7 separate regions of the Mus musculus genome follow, and all the other regions are linked to region 6. The links are chromatin contacts, called in public HiChIP or PLAC-seq and promoter capture Hi-C maps. All regions are on one chromosome and are shown on one strand. The core of a region is the stretch at or near the end of the contact, and the rest is flanking DNA. Distances in the headings are between cores, read along the strand shown. Region 1 has its middle 2.5 kb from the start of Gm32328. Region 2 holds the start of C530044C16Rik (RIKEN cDNA C530044C16 gene). Region 3 holds the start of Zfp746 (zinc finger protein 746). Region 4 holds the start of Pdia4 (protein disulfide isomerase associated 4). Region 5 holds the start of Osbpl3 (oxysterol binding protein-like 3). Region 6 holds the start of Ccdc126 (coiled-coil domain containing 126). Region 7 holds the start of 5430402O13Rik (RIKEN cDNA 5430402O13 gene).

Evidence for each region. Promoter capture Hi-C pulls out the DNA fragments that hold promoters and counts their contacts. HiChIP or PLAC-seq counts read pairs in DNA pulled down with a chosen protein or histone mark.
Region 1: a contact with region 6 is called in an H3K27ac HiChIP or PLAC-seq map of microglia, with 7 times the contacts expected there. The contact joins the enhancer-like site here to the promoter of Ccdc126 in region 6. A contact is called at or near these places in 2 of 39 promoter capture datasets (hippocampal neurons and liver), 1 of 484 Hi-C or Micro-C datasets (muscle stem cells), 2 of 115 datasets of contacts at active chromatin or transcription factors (microglia and pancreatic cancer cells) and 1 of 9 other capture datasets (adipose tissue).
Region 2: a promoter capture Hi-C map of hippocampal neurons shows a contact between it and region 6, with 5 times the contacts expected there. The contact joins the promoter of C530044C16Rik here to the promoter of Ccdc126 in region 6. A contact is called at or near these places in 1 of 39 promoter capture datasets (hippocampal neurons) and 1 of 115 datasets of contacts at active chromatin or transcription factors (pancreatic cancer cells).
Region 3: a contact with region 6 is called in a promoter capture Hi-C map of liver, with 2.8 times the contacts expected there. The contact joins the promoter of Zfp746 here to the promoter of Ccdc126 in region 6. A contact is called at or near these places in 3 of 39 promoter capture datasets (hippocampal neurons, liver and pre-B cells), 1 of 115 datasets of contacts at active chromatin or transcription factors (pancreatic cancer cells) and 2 of 9 other capture datasets (adipose tissue and embryonic stem cells).
Region 4: a contact with region 6 is called in a promoter capture Hi-C map of pre-B cells. The contact joins the promoter of Pdia4 here to the promoter of Ccdc126 in region 6. A contact is called at or near these places in 2 of 39 promoter capture datasets (embryonic stem cells and pre-B cells).
Region 5: a contact with region 6 is called in an H3K27ac HiChIP or PLAC-seq map of embryonic stem cells, with 3 times the contacts expected there. The contact joins the promoter of Osbpl3 here to the promoter of Ccdc126 in region 6. A contact is called at or near these places in 3 of 39 promoter capture datasets (hippocampal neurons, liver and pre-B cells), 3 of 115 datasets of contacts at active chromatin or transcription factors (astrocytes, embryonic stem cells and pancreatic cancer cells) and 1 of 9 other capture datasets (embryonic stem cells).
Region 7: a contact with region 6 is called in a promoter capture Hi-C map of pre-B cells, with 8 times the contacts expected there. The contact joins the promoter of 5430402O13Rik here to the promoter of Ccdc126 in region 6. A contact is called at or near these places in 14 of 39 promoter capture datasets (the 3T3-L1 cell line, the C10 cell line, the HPC-7 cell line and 8 more), 3 of 115 datasets of contacts at active chromatin or transcription factors (astrocytes, pancreatic cancer cells and thymic regulatory T cells) and 2 of 9 other capture datasets (adipose tissue and liver).

The regions. Positions count from the first base shown.
Region 1 is chr6:51,167,520-51,170,451 of GRCm38.p6, forward strand. No RefSeq gene overlaps it. Among named protein-coding and RNA genes, the nearest start is that of Gm32328, 2.5 kb to the left of the region's middle. Within about 2 kb of position 1,547, at least 84 of the 459 cell types and tissues checked have an H3K27ac peak or open chromatin away from gene starts, as enhancers often do. A contact at or near this core is called in adipose tissue, microglia and muscle stem cells, where this site is marked.
Region 2 is chr6:50,774,403-50,777,408 of GRCm38.p6, forward strand. It overlaps C530044C16Rik (RIKEN cDNA C530044C16 gene), which reads left to right and starts at 1,713. Exons shown (of 5, transcript NR_045984.1): 1 at 1,713-1,747; 2 at 1,867-2,001.
Region 3 is chr6:48,085,260-48,088,260 of GRCm38.p6, forward strand. It overlaps Zfp746 (zinc finger protein 746), which reads right to left and starts at 1,334. Exons shown (of 7, transcript NM_001163475.1): 1 at 1,056-1,334. The coding sequence starts at 1,079.
Region 4 is chr6:47,812,259-47,815,115 of GRCm38.p6, forward strand. Pdia4 (protein disulfide isomerase associated 4) reads right to left here and starts at 1,254. Exons shown (of 10, transcript NM_009787.2): 1 at 959-1,254. The coding sequence starts at 1,046.
Region 5 is chr6:50,454,919-50,457,622 of GRCm38.p6, forward strand. It overlaps Osbpl3 (oxysterol binding protein-like 3), which reads right to left and starts at 1,436. Exons shown (of 24, transcript NM_001347213.1): 1 at 907-1,436.
Region 6 is chr6:49,317,962-49,321,132 of GRCm38.p6, forward strand. It overlaps Ccdc126 (coiled-coil domain containing 126), which reads left to right and starts at 1,313. Exons shown (of 3, transcript NM_175098.6): 1 at 1,313-1,519.
Region 7 is chr6:50,565,042-50,568,096 of GRCm38.p6, forward strand. It overlaps 5430402O13Rik (RIKEN cDNA 5430402O13 gene), which reads left to right and starts at 1,602. Exons shown (of 3, transcript NR_027892.1): 1 at 1,602-1,981. Cycs (cytochrome c, somatic) reads right to left here and starts at 1,528. Exons shown (of 3, transcript NM_007808.5): 1 at 1,375-1,528; 2 at 451-627; 3 at 1-344. The coding sequence starts at 619. The coding sequence ends at 196.

The DNA of each region.
Region 1 (2,932 bases), core at 297-2,796, 1.8 Mb after region 6:
ATGGGACCTTCTCTGTTCTTCCCATGCAGACAACCTCCAGCATCGACGATGGCTGCTGCTCATTGAGAAGTGTCGGTGTCTCACCTCACTCTGCTCCTCTCTTTCTCATGTTTACCTGTGCCTTGACCGTACCATAAAAACCAAAAAGTAGGCCTGGTGATGGTGGCACAAGTCTTTAGTCCCAGCACTTGGGAGGCAGAGGCAGGCGGATTTCTGAGTTTGTGGCCAGCCTGGTCTACAAAGTGAGTTCCAGGATAGCCGGGGCTATACAGAAAAACCCTGTCTCGGAACAAACAAACAAACAAACAAAACAAAAACAAAAACAAACAAACAAACAAACAAACAGAACCAAAAAGTAGGAAGGGATGCATGAGTGTGCTTTCCACCTCAGTTTTGTAGTCTGATGGTTCCAGCCCAGACCCCACTAAATTGTGTGACCTTCGTAGTCTAAGAATCAAAGTTTGGTGCTTAAGATTAGCATTTGGCACATTTCCTGTGTTCTGTCACTTGGACATCCGCTGCTCTTCCTTATGCTTGTGACCCTTCTTCCCCCACGTACCCAGACTACAGCCATTTAGTATGAGCGCCGAGGATCAAATGGAAATGGCAAAAGAAATCACTATAGGGAAGCTAAGAAAAGTGTTCAAGGCCCAGCCTGACAATATTTTTGGGAGAAAGACACGTGGCTCCTTGTTGTTCTATTCTTGGTCTGCGTCGCCCCCTGGTGGCCTCTCCAGAAGGAATAGGGCGGGTCGGGGCTCAGTTCCCCAAGGTTCTGGTCTGTGTCTTGAGGGATGGAGTTGCTTTTTGCAATGGTCTGGTGCCCAGTAAGTTGTAAAGAACAGGGAGCAGGGAGGGGTGGAGTGAGGCGCACGACACTGAGGGAAGATCTGAGCGGAAGGAAAGGAATTTTTTTAAAAATTGTATAGGGCAAAAGGCTCATGCTTCTCCACAAACAAAAGAACACTGGAACTAGATAAAAATGGATAAATGATTGATGGTAGATGATAGGAAGGAAGGAAGGAAGGAAGGAAGGGAGGAAGGAAGGAAGGAAGGAAGGAAGGAAGAAGGAACTATCGTTTTACAGTCAAGAAACTGAGGTCCAGAAACGGGATTTGCTGGGGAAATCAAGTTGCTAGTGACGAATCCTCCTCGCCCCTTCTGGGGTGACATTGTTGAAGGGATCACACGAAGTGGGGAAGGATTGGGGCGTCAGCAAAGGAGGGGACTCGCTCTGTAGATTAGAGATCACGGTTCCAGTCACCACGTCCCGGGGTGGGAAAAACTGAGGGGTGTTCCAGACCCTTGCGAACCCTGGGGCGCCCCACCCAGGCCCGCTGCAGGCTGACACAAAGCAGGCGCCCCGGGCGGCACTCAGGCTGGGGCGGGAGAGCTTGATTGATGGACCCCGGAGGCGGCGTAGGGTGAGAGCCGGTGCTCATCCCCGCGCTCCTAGCAAGGAAAGGCTGATTTACAGCGCCCGGCGGGACGCCGGTGAGGTCCCTGCAGAAATGAAACCCGCTCTGGGGCCCGGGGGCACTGCGGCCTTCCATCCAGCCTGGGTTTACGGAACTGCCAGCCAATCTGCCCCGCAAGCCCTGAACCCACGCTTGCCCGGAAGATGCCAAAGTCTCAGACTGAGAAGTTAGGAAGGGCAGCTGGCCCCATAGTCCTCCTCCAGGACCCTTCTCCGTTTGTTTAAAGACGCTTTTTTTTTTTCCTTAAAGCACTGAAAAAAACTCAATTCCATCCACCCCATAAAAGGGAACTATGCGTACCCAAAAATTCTTACTTAAGTTTCTAAGTGTGTTTTGTTTCGGAAGATAAAAGGCCAATAAGTTTATAGGCAGTAAAAAATAAGAAACTTAAGATTGGGACTTCTGGAGAAGTAATTCTAACTCAAAGATAGTGTTAGGCCCTCCTGTCTGTCCCCTGCAGTTTGTGAAGTTGACTCTTAGGCACCAGAGCTGAAGTAACGCAGGTTCGGGATCCAGAGATAGGGTGTAAAGTAAACTCAGTTAGGGGGCCGCAGGAGAGAGGACTAGAGAAACCACTCTAATCACTGGCTTCTAAATAAAATTCAGCAGACGGGAAACCCAAAGTAACAAGCCTATGAATCGCTATTTTGTAGGACGAGGGCCTCGTGGCTGGATTCTGAGTGATTTTTTTTAAAGTAATAAATATGCCTTTTTCAGAGTTATTTTTTGAAGACTGGGTACGATTTTAAATTTCATGACTATTAGGTATAGTGATCCAAAGCGGAGTACAGGGGTTTTTGTGGGTGGGTGAAGAGGCCGCGTGGTCAACCCGTAATATGTTCGTGGAAACTGCAGAGCTCGCCTGTCAACTTGATTTTCTTTTCTTTCTTCCCTTCTCCCCTCTGAAAATACCATTAGCTCTTAGTCTGGCCTTGGGGTTGTGGTCGCACGAACACCTCTCTTCCTGATAAGTCCAAAGAGAAAAACATATACACTGGAGGTGCCAGAGATAAAGCTTTCCCGGGGTTTCATCCTCGTGTCTTCCGCTGGAGTTGGCAAAACAAAAGCGCTGCCCTAGAAACGATACTAAAGCACAGAAAGTCCTTCCTGTGACCGAGGTCCCAACACGAATCGCTGAAAGAGCCGGGTGTGTTAACTGCAAATGTGTCCGAAAGCAGCAACGCAACCTTCGGCTCCCGGGCTGCGACCAGGCAGGCATCTGGGGAAAGGAAGAGTGGTCGTTGGAAAATTAAGCTTTCCCCTCCAACTTTAATTTCACTTTAATTCCTAAAAAACCGAAAATGACACTCCCGAAGCGCGGCCGCCTCGATCCCTTATGGCCGCCCAGTTCCCTTTAAGGAAAAGTTTTTGCAAACACTGAATGTGTAGTTTACTCTAAAACTTGACTGGGCAAAAGTCTCAAGAGGAAGCTTCCCATTAAAGCAACAACCAAC
Region 2 (3,006 bases), core at 463-2,962, 1.5 Mb after region 6:
CCTCTGTGTCCTAACTACTAGGTTTTCTTCCAGCCATCCTGAGCACTTTCTTCATGCTAAACTTGGTGACTGGGTCAGGCCACTCCATGCAGAGTCAGGAAACAAATCTGTGCTGAGGGGCCGGAAACATGGCTGGCTGGGGTGGAGCTGGGGAGGGGGGGGCGGGAGGTAGAGAGATTTTTGTATTCCCCTGACTCGAAGAGGAGGCTGTTCTATGTGTTTCATGTCTTTATCTTGTCACAGTTCATGAAATTGACATGGTCACCTCCGTTCAGTAAGAAGACATTGAGGCTCAGGGACAGTAACTAGCTTGTGCAAGGTCACCTAAGCCTGTCAGTGACAACTGAAAAAATTAAGTCAGACCTCCTGTCTCCAAAGTCCCTCTGAATTCGCAGACCTCTCCAGCAAGGGTTCTGGAAGGATGTTAGGGAAGGCTGACATTCCAGCCAGACCTGGAAGTGGGACAAATTCAACTTGACTCCTTGCTGAGAGATGGAGTATATGTTAGGCAACCAATCCAGACAGGAGCGTATGACAAGGTTCTAGATTGGTTCCAGGCCAGTGCCAAGCAAGCCGCACTCAGAAGTGAGGTAAGGTTAGCTGATGGTACCATGGCTTAAAGGTTTCCCATGCTTTCATGCTCTGATGGAAATTGACTCTGCTTTTCCTTAATTTGCTAGGGAAACTTCTAGAGAAAAGAAACTCTTTTCTTGCATGGAGAGGTGACAGGAGTGTTTGCATACCTGGATGGCCCCAGAGAATTTATAGCCAATCCCTGGAGCTAGCTCGCTCGCTCTCTCTCTCTCTCTCTCTCTCTCTCTCTCTCTCTCTCTCTCTCATTAATTTTATTTATTTAATGTATGAGTGCTCTATAGCATACATATCTGCCTGCCTGAAGAGGGCATCAGATTCCCCTATAGATGGTTGTGAGCCACCATGTGGTTGCTGGTTGCTGGGAATTGAACTCATGACCTCTAGAAGAGCAGCCAGTGCTTTTAACTGCTGAGCCATCTCACTAGCCCCACTGTAAAGGTTTCGGAACCATCCAAAAAGCATGCACCAATTCTTTCCCTTCCTCTGTCCGTGATGCAGCAGCATTAGAGAATCCAGGAGGTTGAACCTATGTGACAAATAATTTGTGTCCAAAACTCCAGCTATGAGGAAGCTCATCGGTGTAGAAGGAGATGAAGTCAAGGCCGTGTGGGAGGGGAGATCTGAGTCCCGATCCTCAGCTCCTGCTGATGATGTGACATCATGACATCCTGGCACCCTCCATAGAGCTCTCAAGAGGCAAGGCAGGCTGCTCTTCAAACCAGCTCCTGGAAGGGAGAACACTGCCAAGCAAGGGACAAATCTGACTGAGATGTAACTTATAAAACATAGGGAAATGACAACGTGAACAGTTATTTTTCTCTGGAGACACACATAACAAATGGCACATTCAAATCAGCGCTGCGAATGTTAAGTAGTCTCTACATGTGCCTGGCCCTGTGACTACACAGTGCGGATTCCTGGGCTCTCCTTTCAGTCACTAAGAAGGTTTTCCCTAGATTCCCTACTGGGAACCATCTCCCAGGGATTTCTGGTTCAGGATGGCTGAAGCCCAGTGGGTCCTGTGACTCTGGCTTTCTGATGCAAGGGCCATCTGAGTTCATTTTGAGATGCTGAGACCAACCCCTATCCATTCAGAAGCCATTCGGTGTCCCTTCTTCAATTAGTTCCTTATCGTGGGGCTGCTGAAAGCATTGTGAGTATCCAGAGATGAATTAATGAGGGCTGAAAAGATCCAGAGATAGTTACATGCAAAGATGAAAAGGGCCCATTAGAATATCGGGATAAATAAAATCTGCCCTCCGCCCATTTCAGAAGACTTAATGGAACGTCGCAAAGTGTTCAGAAGGAGTTGTTCTGAGGCCTGGAGGGAGGCAGACACCGCCATTCCTGTCTGATACTTGGGGCTGTAGCTGCTGCAATCCACTCAGGCCCTCAGCTCTGGTCCAGGTCAGTGTGATGTTAGGGATAAATGTGTGTGGGGCATCCTTAGAACAAAGCCAGGGAATCGGGAATTTAAATCACTCTGATTTATGCCCAGCTTGTCAACTCTCCTGGGCTTTAGAAATGCTGAATATTCGAGCATTTGCTTTCAGATGTGGCACTTGCTTTCAGATGTGAGGTGGGGCTTGTTCCCAGTTGATTATTAACAATGGGGACCCTGACACTTCAGTGATGCTCAGCTGAAACCTTTAAACTCATCCATTCCTGCTTTGTGACGTGCTAGAGATTCCACGAATTAAGAAAAAAACACTCTATAGGAACATCATCTGACTTTTTTGAGCAGTATTTCTGCGACCAGTTAGTTACCTTGGGGGCGGGGGGCGGGGATGGAGGCTTAAGCATCCTTTATCTGTGTTCACACATCTGAGCTGCCACTCTCTTACTGAGTGTTGGGAATGCACATCAAGTCTATACTAACGAAAAATTCTTTCCTGAAGAGGAGACAATGGCGGGATACTCCTCTACCGCCTGTATTGTGGCTGCTTATTATGTATCTAACAGTGTTCCATGCTGAGCAGAAAACCTGGTTCCTCCTGCCCACGCGGTTACTATAAATGTTTCAATCAATCCCTTTCATGCAGCACAGAGCACAGGAAGCACAATGTGCAGTGACTAAACAAGCCATTTAAATTCTTCTCAGGCAGAGAGGTTAAGAGAGAGGTGGGGGGAGGAGCGGCGAGAGCAGAGATGGCCAAGGTACTGCATTCAAATGTTTTTGATGGGTTTCTAAGATACTTGTCTCTTTTCTCCGAAACAAATGCATTCATGTCCCAGGAAGGAAGGCAACGGAGGAAAATGCTCGCTGGTGAGCTCATGAGAAATGCCAAAGGAGTTGTTTGTGTCGAGCTTCAAATATCAGGGTTTCTTTATTGTGGAGCTTTGAGGCTCAGAGTCAGGCCAAGTGTTTCCATGACAACTAATAGATGTTATGTTTATTTACTGAGCAGCGGG
Region 3 (3,001 bases), core at 84-2,583, 1.2 Mb before region 6:
ATGGTCTTTGACCTGTGTAGTTGGAAGTAGGGGTTGTGCTCTACTGAAGCCTAGCACCTTGCTAACTTAAAGCGAAGGTGGGATAGTCAATTGCCAAACAGCTAGGGAAGCCAGTACTCTGAGACCGGAGTCACTGATGCCAATTCCTTCAACTCTTTCCTACCCATATGACGAAGCCCAGGCCTTCCCAGCCCCTTCCATTTCTGCAGCCTCATATCCAAAACCATATCTCCAGGCTTGTGGACCAGTTTTGCACTGTCCTGTGTCTGGCCCTTGCCTCTCTTTGCCCAAGCCCTAGAAACCCTAGCTAACTCAACTCACAGAAGCACAGATTACCTGGCTGGGCGGGAGGAGCACCAGAGTCTGCTAAGCACCTGCATTCGAACCTCCACCAGGTTGGCTACGACCTCTTTCTGTTCGACCATAAGGCTACTCGTGTACCTGGACTGCTTTCCTTATTACAGACATTGAACTGTGAGAGCACTGTCTTCCCACACTTTTCTCGCTGAGATTCTTGGCAAGTTAACTTCGTTGGGCCTTCAGCTTTTCTTTTGTATGAAATAATAACTATAATAGTTACTACCCCACAGGTTTGCAGTGCAGACAAAATCATGCCTAAACCGGGCTGAGTGCAGCGCCAGCCTGGCTGGACAAATACGAGCAGTCCTCGCGTGCCGCCTGAGGAGGGTTGGGCACATAGTGGGTGCTCACTGTCTACAGAATCGACGTCGGACACCTCCCAGGTGCCACCAGGCCGCTGGGGGGAGCTGGGAGAGGGAAGCACCGGCCCGGCGCTGAGGAAGGAGCCCGGCCCGGGGACGCGCAGACCGGGAACTTGGCGCAGGTCGGCCTCCCGGGCGCGGACGGCCGTTCCCTGCGCTCGGCTCCACCCGGTCCGGTAGGCCCCGGAGGACCTCGCGGCCGCCCGCCGCAGCCACAGGACCCGCAGGCCCGGTCTGGCCCGGAAGCCCTCCTGGGGCCTGCGGCACAGTGTGCTGGGCCCCGGCCTTCCGGGGCCCGAGGCCGCGCAGGCCAAGCGCGCGGGCCGCCCTTACCGGAGCCGCGGCCGCCTCGGCCATGGCCCTGCGCTGTCCTGCTCGGCGCGAAGGAAGTCGACGCCGCGGCGCGCGGCCCCACGCAGGCCCGGCTGCCGGGTCCTCTCCGCCGGCAGCGCCGCCCGGGCCTGCCGCTACCTTCCCCGCCGCGCTCCTCGCAGGCCGGCCTGCTGCCGCTCCGCCCGCAGCCGCACCGCCGCCGTCAGCGCCCGGCCGCTCCACACTGCATCCTGGGAGCCGGTGCCGCGGCCAGGCCGACGAAGGCCCGTGAGGCTTCCTGGAGGCAGCGCGGCGGCACAGCTCCACCTGCAGCTCGAGCGGCGAACGGCAGCGCCGGCACCCGCTTGCCGCCGCGCTTGGCCCCGCCCTCCTCACGAGGCCCCGCCTCGGCCCGACCTCCGACCACGCCCCCGCATATCGCCACGCCCCCCGCGGCGCCAGTGCTCACCAGCGATGTGCCACCTGGTTTGGCGGTATAAAACTTGGGGGTACGGCCTCGGCAGGCAGTGCGCACCCCGGCACGGTCACTTCCGCAGCTGTCCAGCTGTAGCACGCCTATTTTTGCCTTGAAATGGAATGAATGCTTCCAACAATAGAAATATGGCTTGATAAGTCACAGTAGGTTCTCTGTAGGATTATGTATGTGTGTTATAATAAACATTTTAATGACACAAAAAATGTGGGGTTTCTATAGTATGTATACTATAATAAACATTTTAATGACATGAAAAATGGGTTAAAATGCCATCGTTTAAAATCTTTTTGAATGCAGTTGGAGATACAGTTCAACGGCTAAAAGTACTTGCTGTTCTTGCAGAGGGCTGGGTTTCAGTTCCCAGCATCTCACCACAAGCTGTAGTTACCGCAGATCCAACGCCCTCTTGTGATATATCAGGTAAGCGTGGAAAGATGTTGAACGAGAGTAGTCCGGAACTACTTCATTTTGGCGTTAAAATGCGTAACAAATGTATAACAAGATGTGTGTTATCATGTGTATTATTCATGTTCATACAGTGTTCATATAAAAGGTTATGTCTAACAAAGTTTAGGTAGGTTTGGAAGCATGTCCATTAACGTAGTGCCAGTAGACCCCAGACCCCTAATTTTTTTCAATTCATATTTTTGTTTTTTAATAACAAGGAAAGGAAGAAAAAAGTCAAAATGTAAAATTTCTCCAGAAGCCTAGTGTGGAGCCCCGTGTGGCAAAGAAGATGTATTGCCATTCAGAATTGCCTTCCATGCCACCCCCTAGCAGGAGCCTGCAAGACCAGTGCCTGAGATCTTTTTGTTGTTGCCATTCGTTATTTATTTTATGATTTACTTTTATTTTTGATTATGTATATGCACACATATGTATGCAAATATGTGTACGCGTGTGCAGGAGGTCAGGGGTCTCAGGTTCTGGGAGCAACCTGGGAACTGAAGTTTTGTTCTTACTCTTAATAACTGACCCTCCTTCCCCAGCTCCCTGACTGTGCTGGCTAACTTTATGTTAACACAAGCTATAGTCATTTGAGAGAGGGGAATCCTTTTTTTAAAAAATATTTTTATTAGGTATTTTCCCTCAATTAAATTTCCAATGCTATCCCAAAAGTCCCCCATACCCACCCACTCCCACTTTTTGGCCCTGGCGTTCCCCTGTACTGGGGCATATAAAGTTTGCATGTCCAATGGGCCTCTCTTTCCACTGATGGCCGACTAGGCCATCTTTTGATACATATGCAGCTAGAGTCAAGAGCTCCGGGGTACTGGTTAGTTCATAATGTTGTTGCACCTATAGGGTTGCAGAACCCCTTAGCTCCTTGGATACGTTCTCTAGCTCCTCCACTGGGGGCCCTGTGATCCATCCAATAGCTGACTGTGAGCACATCCACTTATGTGTTTGCTAGGCCCCAGCATAGTCTCACAAGAGACAGCTATATCGGGGTCCTTTCAGCAAAATCTTG
Region 4 (2,857 bases), core at 4-2,503, 1.5 Mb before region 6:
AAATGAAGACTCTGCCCTCTTTCTGTTTCAATGTATTTTGGGTCTCTATAAGAAATGAGCCCTCAGTCAGTTTGGACAAAAGTGCCAAGATATACTCATAGGTAGGACGGATAGTTGGCCCCTTTCAGCAGTCTCTTCATTTCTACTCTTTCCTACCTGGGCAAAGACTCATAAATCAATGATCCACAGGAATCTTACTCAACCTAGGAGTATAAAGTTCACATTCCCCCTCCACACTAAACTTTAAAAATGGGGTTTGTTTATATTAGACTAAACCTAGTAGGCAACAAGTTAGTGGTTAGAAGGGAAAGGTGTCGATCAGACCCGTTCTCTAGGAACAACGTTAACTAGTACTTCCTATTTTCAAAGTTTTTATGTTTTCGGTAGAGGATTTCGAAGAAAGGGTGCGGGCATAACGTCTATGAGTTACACATACTGTTCCTACTAGAATACATGCACCACCAGCCTCGACTTTCAAAACACAGTGCAGCGACTGGCAAAAAAAGGCGCTGAATAAAATGCTTGTATACGGCAGCTCCAGTTTCCATAAAAGACGAAAACAAAGCCTGAGTTATTTCTACTTCTTGATATAGATGCCCAGTATCTGCGACTGCCTCTTCCAGGTCCTACTAGCGGCCATCCCGCCTCCGTTTTCTAAAACCGGTTTTGGAAACGAGAGTATTCTCCAGAAAATTTTACTCAACAAAGGGGCAAATCTCAGTAGTGAGGGTAAAGAGACGAGCTGCGAACCAGGCACTCGGCACGTCCCTCCGTGTCCTAGTCTCAGGTAGGAACTAAAGAGGCCCACACCCCTAGATTCGGCCCTACACTGAAACTCCATTAAGTTCGTTGCTACCGGGTCACTAATTCCGCAGGGGTGTGAGCGAAGCACCCTGTCAGGCCCCAGCAAGGTTTGCAACCCACGCGAGCTGCTCCTCCGACCCGCCCTCCCGCTCACCTTCGTGTGCATCTCCGGCGCTCGCAGCAGCCAGCAGCTGTGTCAGCGCCAAGAGCAGGACCAACAGCCAAGCTTTCCGGAGCTTCATGATTGGGTGCAGAGCTGGGCCTGCAGACACCGGCCACCGCAGAGCACTCGCCGACCTCCCGAGCGACGCCGGAGCGCACCAAAGCCTCCAGGAAGTTCAGGCCGGTGATTGGTTGGAGGTAAGGAAGCCGCGGCCCGTCCAATCCCCGCACGAATCAGGGCGAGAGCCGTGGCGCCCCGCCTACACCGCCCCGCCCCGCTGCCTGAGCCCTCCGCGCGGGCGCGCCCCTCAGCTCCGCGTTTAAAACTCCGAGCCCTAGTGTGAGGTGCCCCCTTCTGATTGGCTGTGCCGCGACCACCAATCACGGGCTGCCACTCGGTTTGCTTGGAGCGCCCAGGTCCGGAAAGAGTGCGGGGGAGAACAAAGGCAACCAGCCCTGCACAGGGAGGCGGGGCTTGAGCACTCCGAGGGGAGGGATTGGTTGGGAGGTCAGCTCCCTTTGGCCAAGCTTGGCAGGAAGAACACGTGTAAGAAACTCAAGGAAATGGTGGGGTGCATGTGTAGGCTCGTCCGTCTGAGGCTGTCCTTGTGCAGGAAACTAAAGAGGACAGAACTTTTGGGAAAAAGTGAGATCAGAGATCCCGCCTCTGTTCCCCTGTTCTTTGGCTTCTTGTTTTTTCTGTTGAGCATATAAAAGTTTGAGTTTCTTTCCTAGATACTAGGTTCGGAGAGGTATATGAAATAGATTAGTTGTTTCAGAGCTGGGTGGGCTGACTCCAGGTCTGTGGAGGCAGAGACCCATGACTTTTAGTGATATCCTGTCGCAAAAAAAAAAAAAAAAGAAAGAAAGGAAAGAAAGAAAGAAAGAAAGAAAAGAAAAATTACAACTTGGACTCCATGACTAAGTCTATAAGTCAGAGTCTTGTCTGAACGTTGCCTTGTATTATGATTTTTCTGAAGAGAGAGAGAGAGATAACCAATCTAGTGATTTAGATCTAGAAATAACCGTGAGTGTTTTGGAAAAGAAACTAGGTTTGCATGTCAGAAAAGAAAGCTGTACTGGCATTAGGGTTAGCACCTGTGGATTAACATATGATATGACGTAGAAGACAAATGAGGCTAAATAAATAAATCTTAGAGAGTCCTGCAATATTTTCTGATGTATACAGGAGGAGAAAATGAGCTGTATTTATCACTACTCCCCTGGGTTGTCATTTTAGCACTATTAGGCTAGGTTCCTAGGCCAATTTGAATATGTGTTTTCCTTTACTCCTGCAGATCTCTCTCTAGAGAAGTAGTCCATTGGGATTGTCTATCTACTAGTGTATCTGTGACAATTCCTGCATGCATGTCCACAGCCAGAAGTTCAGATTATATGTTTTGAAAACTAAATTAAGACTAGACAGGCACACAACCTACATGCTCTGGATTCATGAGGTTTATGATTGATTCTATCTAGGTTAAACCACAAGAGATTACTGCAGTCTCTTGTGTTTTCTGTAGAACTCAGTGATGGTTCTACCTTTTTTATTATTCTGATATAATTCTTTTCTGTAGTTTCAACTACTTTGGAGTCTAAAGCAGATCATTTTAGCCCAGAAATTCAAAGCTAAACTGGACAAGAGAGTAATGCCTCGTCTCAAAACAAACAAAACCAGATACACACAAACCTATGACCTCTCCTCCAACATAAAACAAAAATAGCTCCATTTCTTTTAACTTTTATTATTTTATCTGTAAGAGTGTTTATGTGTATATACATGCCTGATGTATTCAGAGGTCAGAAGAGGGCATCAGATTTTCTGGAGCTAAAAAGTGGGTGCTCTAGACTCTCACGTGTGTTTGTTTTGTTTGTTGTTTGTTTTTTGGGG
Region 5 (2,704 bases), core at 186-2,685, 1.1 Mb after region 6:
GACAGAATGGACATTTAGCCTGGATGCACTGCAATCTGTCTGAAGGTTTCTGGAGGCCAAAAGGAGGTCCTCACCTTGTATGATGCTTAGAGTGTTGAGTGTGGATGACCCAAAGTCAGAGCTATGCTTACCTATCTCTGAAACCATCTTCTGCAGCTACAGTGTAAATAAAATACACTACCCAAACGATCTCATCAAGTAATCAGATTCCTAGGGCACTGCGACATCGGAGGGGACTCCAATGCCCCAGCCCCGTTCCCTGACACAAGGTGAGAGACAACTTTATGTCCCTCTCAGCTCCAACAGTCTGGGAGGCGCGCGGCTGGTTAAGAAGTGTCTGAAGGACACAAGACAATGCCACGGGAGACGCCAGAGGCACCAATCACCCGCTGAGTGCTTGAAGCCCCAAGGGAAGGGTGCTCTCGGTCCCAGTGCAGACACTGTGGAGCGGTGTGACCTGACTGGGGAGGCCGAAGAGCGAGGTGCCTGCACCGCAGGGCCCCAAGCTCGAGGGTGTAGTAAAGCCTTCCTCCTGGCAGAATTAAGCAGGTTTCCTGTGCCTCCAGCCCGTCACAGCGCCAGGCTGTGCCGGGACAGCTCCTCTACGCGGCATCCTCATGCACCCGCACGCAGGCTCCTGAGATCCGCTCCTTCTCCGGGTCCATCCCCGCCAGGCTGTAACTCGAGGGGCACAGCTCCAGGGTGAGCAGCACCAGAGTGCTTCCTCCCAGAAAACTGGCGCTTACACGACAGACGACCTCCTAGTCTCAGGGCTGCCCCGTGGACCCGGGCTTCCCGGGACCACCACAGACACAGTCTGAACCATAGAGAATGGCTGCGTCCCCGAGCCTTCTCGGGGCCTCCACCACAGCTCAACCCCAGGCGGGCGGACGCCCTGTTGCTCACCTAAGTGTTCCGCTGCTGGGGACGCTTCTCGATTCCCCAGTGCGTGCTTCAGACCGAGAAGGACGCAAACCGGGCTTCTCGGGTCCCTGCAAGTCTCAGCCGACGGCAGTTCCAGCACCAGCCGCAGGAGACTGGGGCGCCGAGCGCTGCTCGCAGACAGATGGTGGGCGAGAGCCCGCGCAGTGCACCAGCTCTCCTGGTGCCGGGGTCCCTGGTCCCCTGCTACTGGCCGGTGTGCGATCCCCGCGACCAGTTCTCAATACTTCGCCTAGAACTTTAGGGCGCGCGCTGCCGGGCAATTAGCTGAAGAGCTGGAGCGAGGGGAGGGAGCTAAGAGGAGGAGCCTGAGTTCTCCACTGGGCGGAATAACGTGAAAAGGGCGGTGGAGGGGGGGCAGCAGAGTGGCTCCCACTCCCACCAATCAGGAGTCATCGGGGGAAGGCGGTGAGGCGTTGGACTTGGAAGCTGCAGGCGGATTCCGTGACGCCAGCCAGGGTTCAGGGCGTGTGGAGCGGTGGAGAGTGATGGTAGGTGTGGCTGGGCGGGGCAGCGGCTCCCAGCATCCTTAGAGTAGTGTGTGCCCCTTAGGCTTTCAATAAATATTTAGTGAATGACTTAGGAGGAAGTTGAGGTTCGCGCGAAAGGAGCTGTTTTAAGGAGAAGATTCCAGGGGACTAAAGTAGTCCAACGGACAATAATCACTTGAACACTGAAAAGAGCTGAGAATAAATAAGGGGGAAATATGTGGTGAGCCAAGGGTTAGACACAAGATATTAGAAACTGGTTCGGACTTTGGGGACCTGGCCCCCAGAAGCAGTTGTCCAGATTGGTATAGGGTTACAGAGGAGGCAGGAAGGGAGAAAGGTGTTGTTGTTGTTGTTGTTGTTGTTGTTGTTGTTGTTACAGTTCCCGTCCATAGGTTAGGAAAGAAGATGCAGTGTAGTTTGCGATCGAAACGCAGGAGCATCTGGCTAGATGTCCAGGCCCATCCGACTTCACCGCCCACTTGCCAGAATCCTAGCTTGGATGTCAGCCACTGATAATTTGAGGTCAATTTGCAAACCGCACATGAGTCCAGCGCCGCAGGTGGCCCGGTGGGCAGGGAATGATGAATGCCAGGAACAGATGTGATCCTGCACCTGCGGTAAAGGCACACCGGGTTTCTGCCCTCTCAGAACCTACATTTTAGAGAGGACGCAGACGATAAACCAAAGAGAGTATATATATATATATATATGTGAATAATCAGGAAAACATTGGTGAACTGTTAGCACAGAGAGCGCCATGCAGAGAGCCTCCGAAGGGGTGATGGAAGAAGCTCAGGCCCCTGAAGTCCTCTGGGAGGAGGTTCTCAAATAGGCTCCCATAGCAGGAAGGACTCAGCAGCTCTCAGGCTCAGGAAACGCTTTCTGGGCACTAGGAACTGCAGATGTATTTAACCCCTTTAAGATCCATCTGGCCTGCCTCACCGAACTGGGCATGTTGGCTCCTTTGGCTCAGCTGCTGACACTCTAGATGTTCCAGAGTGCCAAGTACATGCCTCCACCAGCGGCTGACCGTTGTCAGGCTGACCCTGTATGAACGTCTCTGAGGCTCTTTCTCACATCTGTATAAACCATGTTTCATTCACTAGGTTTGGATATTCACTTTCTGGAACCTTCCACGGATACACTCTCTGGAACTGTCTTTGGCTCTGCCAGGTGGCCGGGGAAGTTTGACGAAGAAAGCAGATTTTCTTGATGCTGTGAGCCCTAGCACTCGGCAATCCCTATATAAATGATGCAGGGCTTCCTAAACT
Region 6 (3,171 bases), core at 63-2,562:
ATATATTTCAAGGGTCTCATTCCACTCTTAAGGCTTGTCTTTTGTTTGTTGCTGTTAAAACTGTCTTTCCCAGGCTGCATTTGATTTCCAGGTCCTCCTGTTTTGTTTGGTGTGTGTGTGTGTGTGTGTGTGTGTGTGTGTGTGTGTGTATGTATGTGTGAAAGAGCGACAGAGAGAGAGAGAGAGAGAAACACACAGAGAAAGACACAGAGACACAGAGAGAGAGACACACAGAGACACACACAGAGACACAGAGAGAGAGATGCACACAGAGAGGCACACAGAGAGAGGCACACACAGAGACATATACACACACAGATAGAGAGAGACAGAGGGAGAGAGAATTTTATGAGTATTGGTATTTTGCTTGCATATACCTTAGTGTACCAACTGTATTCCTGGTGAGGCCAGAGGAAGACTGTCAGATATCCAGAAATGGGGTGACAGATGGTTGTGAGCCACCATGTGGATTCTGGAAACTAAACCCGAGTGCTCTCTAAGCACAAGGGCTCAGCCATCTTTCCAGCCCAATTTGACTTTTTAACGTGTAATTTTGTGTGTGCTGAGCATTTAATCAGGGCCATATTCATGCTAGCCAAGTGTTCTACCACTAAGCTGCATACCAAGTCCCGAAGTACTTGATTTTTTAAAAATGTATTAACTTTGTTAAACTCTTATTAATTGTAATAATTTGTCTACAAGTTGTTTTGTATTTGTCATGTGTATACATATTTATACCATCCGTGACAAGAATATCTTTAAAACACTTTATTTGTATTCATGTAATTGTGTGTGAGTGTGCTGAGGTCTGCAGAGGCCAGAAGCAGATGGGATCCCTTGGAGCTGGAGTTCCAAGAGATTATGAACCTCTTGATGTGGGAGCTGGTAATTGAACTCTGGTCTTCTGGTCCCTCAGCAAACTGTCTGAACTTTTGAGCTAGGTCTCCAGTCCTCAGAAAAGGATAGTTTGTTTCTATTAGTCTTTAGTCCTTTTAGTTATTTTTTTATCCTATTTCCCTGAGTGAGGACCTTCAGGAGCACCATGGGGACATTGGACTCTCCAACACTAGGATGCCCTCTAGTGTCAGACAACAGCATTAGGGGTTTCTTTTCTAGTGGAAGGTAGATAGTAGGATGCTTCACCACTAGTGGCGAATAGGGTGCTGAGTTTTCTCTAGTAGCAATGCAGCTGCTGCGCCTCTTAGTTGCTAAGCAACCGCGTCGCCCTGAGCCCCTGGGCCAACAGCACGTGCTGTCTCTCCGCAAGGCGGGACTACATTCCCCACAATGCCGCGCGCAGTAGGCCCTGGCCGGAGAATGGGGGAAGGGTGGCCGGGAGGCGGAGCGGAAACCGGGAGTAGCGTCCCCGGGTGCCGAGCGCTCTCGGTCCTACCTCCGTCCTGGCCCGCAGGCTGTTGCGGCGCCGCTAACGCCCTCCCGTGGCGGGCTGTGGCTGTACTTCCAGTTTGTGAGCCCCGCGGCGGCGGCCCGCGTGATTGAAAGGAAACCAGCAGGCCAGGTCAGACGGAGGAGATTGGGGAGGCGGGAGGCGGTGTCCCTGCGGCCCCGGCTTTGCTACTTTGACAGCCTCGACCGCCGGGCCGGGCTCCGCGGTGCTCTGCGGGGATGGGCAGTCTCTGCGGCCGCGCTCATTTGTGCTCCACTCTTGACAGCTCAATTCTCTCGTTAGGAGAAGGACGTGAAATGCCCATTAAACCTGCCAAACTCTTCTCCTGGGAGGCTGGGGAGGAACTTTATCTGCTGTAGGTACAGGCGGTGGCAATTGAATGGCCAGGCAGCCAGGATTCGAACCCCTGGCGTCCCTCTGCCTGCTGCTTCATTCAGGCTAAGCAATGGCTCCAAGCCGATGTGTTTCATCCAGCAGATGGAGATCTCATACAGTTTTAAGTTGTTAGATTTATGGATAATAAGCTATTACACCTTGAGTTTTTCATTTGATGAAAAGATGTTTTGAATGTGATTCGAAGTGTGTGGACTTTTGGTTAATCACTAGGTTGTGTGTTCAGTTTATATTTTTACTTCTTACATGCAGAGAATTCCTTAAGATATGCTGGCTTCTTAATTTCCGCCCCTTTAAGATGGCTGAGAATGTTCTAAGGAAATTGATGACTCTGCTTTCCTGGGGATCAGCTCTGTATATAACTGTACAAGGACTCACCTCCCCCACCTCCCTAGCCTGGTCCCATAGGAAACCCTTAAAAGGAGATTAAAGGCTTTGTCCGTCAGATCCTTTGCAGCTTTGCCCTATGTCAACTTTCTGTACTGTTTCTAATGGTTCAGTCGTTTCTCTCCTCCCCACTCCCCTTCTCTCATTTTCTAGACAGGATTTCTCTGTGTAGCCCTGGCTGTCCTGGAACTCACTCAGTAGACCAGAAAACTATAAATCCCCTTACGCATTTATTCGTGACCAGGCTGGCCTCAAACTCAAGAGATCCTCCTGCCTCCGCCTCCCTAGTGCTGGGATTAAAGGTGTGCGCCACCATCACCTGACACCCACTTAGGATTTCTGTTCCCAGGTTATAGTTTTTGTCTGGAGACACATTGAGTGAATGCAGTAAATCTGATCAGGAACGACTTCAACGTGTTCAGGTTCTGTCAGTTGTTTTTACCCTTGCTTTCTCAATGTTATTGACATTGGGTTTTCAAGGAAAGCTTTATAAAACTTTAACTGAATTTCATTTTTATTTAACGTGTATGCCCTGTATGTACTATTTTGAGTCGAGACATGATGATTTATGTGACTGTGTGATATCTTTAGGGAAAGGGGAGCCTTCTAATGATTGCTAGAACAGTAGCAGTTAATAATTGTGGAAGGGGGCATACGCATGCAAACATTTCTGATTAACCTTAAAACGTGCGGCAGAAACACTCATTTTGAAGAAAATGTCTCTCCTTGGTGTTATGAGTGCAGTAGAGGAGAAGGTGAGAACCGCAGCCTTGGTTCTTGTCCTGTTCTGCCACCATCCGCATGACCTTAGCTCTGCTTTCTCTGCAGTTCTCCTTTCCCCGTGTCTACAGTAATGAACAGATCGATTCGTCTATCTCAGACTTCCAATGCTAAGGATCTTGGAACATCCATTTTACTATAGCGGAAAACTATAAATCCCCTTACACATTTATTCGTGTCCTTGTTCCCTGCCCTTTACGTTT
Region 7 (3,055 bases), core at 352-2,851, 1.2 Mb after region 6:
TAGCATGTATACAACTGGAACTGTTGCTTTAATAAAGACCGTACCCACTTTATGACAAGTCAGTTTTACTTAAATCAGGACTGTCCAACAAAAACATTGCTAGCCATTCATGATCTGAATTTGGTGTGTGAATTAAATTATGGTGTACATTAAAAGCCATGAGACATTTGTTTTGTAATAAATAAGGCAGTGGAATTACTCATTAGTAGCCTTTTTAAGATAAGCTATTAGGTCTGCCCTTTCTCCCTTCTTCTTAATTCCAGCGAAGATCATTTTTGTTCCAGGGATGTACTTTTTGGGATTCTCCAAATACTCCATCAGGGTATCCTCTCCCCAGGTGATGCCTAAACAGAAAGAGATGCAGAGGTTAAGTGTTTTACACACCTGGTAATTCTGCACTGGTTAACCCAAGCAACCTGTGCTGTGGCTGACAGCAGCTCCCCCCGTTACCTTTGTTCTTGTTGGCATCTGTGTAAGAGAATCCAGCAGCCTGGCCTGTCTTCCGCCCGAACAGACCGTGGAGATTTGGTCCAGTCTTATGCTTGCCTCCCTTTTCCACAGTGTGGCACTGGGCACACTTCTGAACAAAAATCTTCTTGCCTTTTTCAACATCACCCATTTTTAATTCTAAAAGGGAAAAGATCCAACAGTAAAACGTACTACGGATCCCAATGACCATTCAAACCGCTATTCTTATGTCCTCTTAACACCAGGCAGGGTGCTAACTCAGTCCACTTGCAATATTCTTCAATAGCAAATACATCACCTAGGAGACTCTCCTTTAAAGCAAGTCTGTGCTCAAGACAGGTCCATGCCAAGGGAAATGGAAACCCACAGCTCAAACCCCAGTTTCCGAAGAAGGCAAGGTCAAAAAGTCACAAATATGAAACCGGACTCATTAAAGCAAAACCACTACAACTCTTAACATTTCAGAATGCTAAACTGCTGTCAGTGCTGCCGATTAAAGTCACTTCCAAAGATAAGGGAGGCTGGGGGTGATCCTAAGTGCTTCCGCCTGCTCCGGTCTCATTAGGAGGTTAAGTCTCTTCTCTCTTGCTTTAGTCCGGCACGGGAAGGCGAGGGAGGACTGGGGAAGGAACCGTCTCACTCTCACGTTGAGATCCCAGGGGTGACTACGACTTTACAAACCCACCCTCCCAGATGCTTAATCAGGAAAAGAACTGGCCCAGTCCTGAAGGAACAGCAGCTTCTGCTCTCAGAAGGGGCGGCGGGCGAGTTCCTTCTAGAACTCCGGGCCCCGGTCCTACACCCACGCCGCCTCCAGCCGTGCCACAGTTCTGCATGGCTTTGTAGGTTAGGCCTGCCCCGGCCTCCTCGCCCCGTTCCCGGTCCGCATCCCCGTCGCGCGCTCACCGTTCCGGGCTGGTCAACACCACGAACGTTCGGACTCGAAGACAGACGTCCCGCGCTCTAGCCCAAGGACACGCCGGCCCGCGCCTATGTACCGGTGTCGGTGCAACCACACTTGTTCCGCCCGTCCGCGGCCCGACGTGCGGTAGCGCCGTCTGCTGCGCCGTGACGTAACCGCACCTCATTGGCTCCAGGACAGGTTTGTGCGCGCGCATGCGAGCTAGCATGGTAGGATGTGCCCAGAGGGCGCCCTTCCTTCAGAGGCCTCGTTTGCCCGACACTTACGACAGGCCTTAGGACGTAAGGCGTGGACGTGCGTGACGTCACCCTCTGGCCTGCGAGATGGCGAGGGCAAGTAGCGGGGCCGATGCTCCCTTGGGATCCGGGTGTGGCTCGGCTCAGGTAACGCCCGGCCCTAGGACTCCTTCGGCCTCCGCCCACGGGGAGTGCTGAGACTGCCGGCCGGTGTGCTGGCGACCTTTACCCAGGCTTGGTCAAGGCTTCCTGGCTGGCGCAACTGCACTGGCCTCGCAGTGGACGCCTGCTGGTGACCTTTACTCTGTTAAACCATCTTCCTGCTCTCCCAGTGAGAGCCTCAAAGCTGGGGAAGGTACGCACAAGTGGCAGACAGGATCACATCTTACCCAGAGTCCCTGTTTTCTTCCCCTAGTGTTTGTAGAAAACGAGGAGGGTGTGCAGGCAAGCTTTAAGGGAGAAGCAGGATTCGCCTGAGTAGAGGATTCCCGGGAATCCGCTAGACTTGGCATCCCTTCTGACCATATTGGAAATGGAAGTCTCCTTAGCATACTTTCCTGGTGTACTTCAAAACGAACTCACAGACACTTTAAATTCTGCCACTGGACGTTTTCTTCATTACTCCCCTCTCCCAAATTCAGATGAATGTCGGTCCATTCCCTATGTTCTGTCTAGCCTTGACATAGTTTATCGTGTGTTTATAGATGCCTGGTGTGTGCCGGGCCCTTCTCAGTATGAACTCACATATTCTGGTTGAGCTTGTTTATATTCTACCACTTTTCCTTCCGCCATCAGATTAACATGAGATGTTAGAAGGCTGGTCTAAAGTCTCAATAGATCTCTTTCCAGCCACTGGTCCTATCTGCTCAAAGATGTCAGTTTGTGTGAGTATAGTTGTTAGGTATTCCCAGGGATAGTTGATTCCAGAACAATCCCCAGAACCCATACAGAATTCCATGGGTGTTTAAGTCCTTCACATGAAATGATGTAATATTTGTATATAATCTACACAATCTCCCCAATATTTAAATAATTTCTAGATTATAACTTATACTGCCAAATGCAGTGCTGTATGGTGTCACTTAGGGAAAATGACAAAAACGCTAGTCATTCTGTATTGGTGAGAATATTGTAAGCCTAACTACATAGTATGTGATGTGATCTGCTGATTTCTGAAGACATGGATATGGGAACCATAGATAAGGAGGTCTGATGTATTTTCATTGTTATTAAACTGTCCTAGCTTTTGGGGGTACTCGTTCAGCATTTAGACTTAGTCCTTATGTAGGTTTATTTTAAGTTATTTGTATATAGGCTTATTTATCAAACTCTTAAAGTTTTTAAAGACCTGATGTAGCAAATCTGTAGACATTCAATATGTCCTTAAATCAAGTCCTGATACTGCCTTCCTTATTTCTCCAAAGAAAAA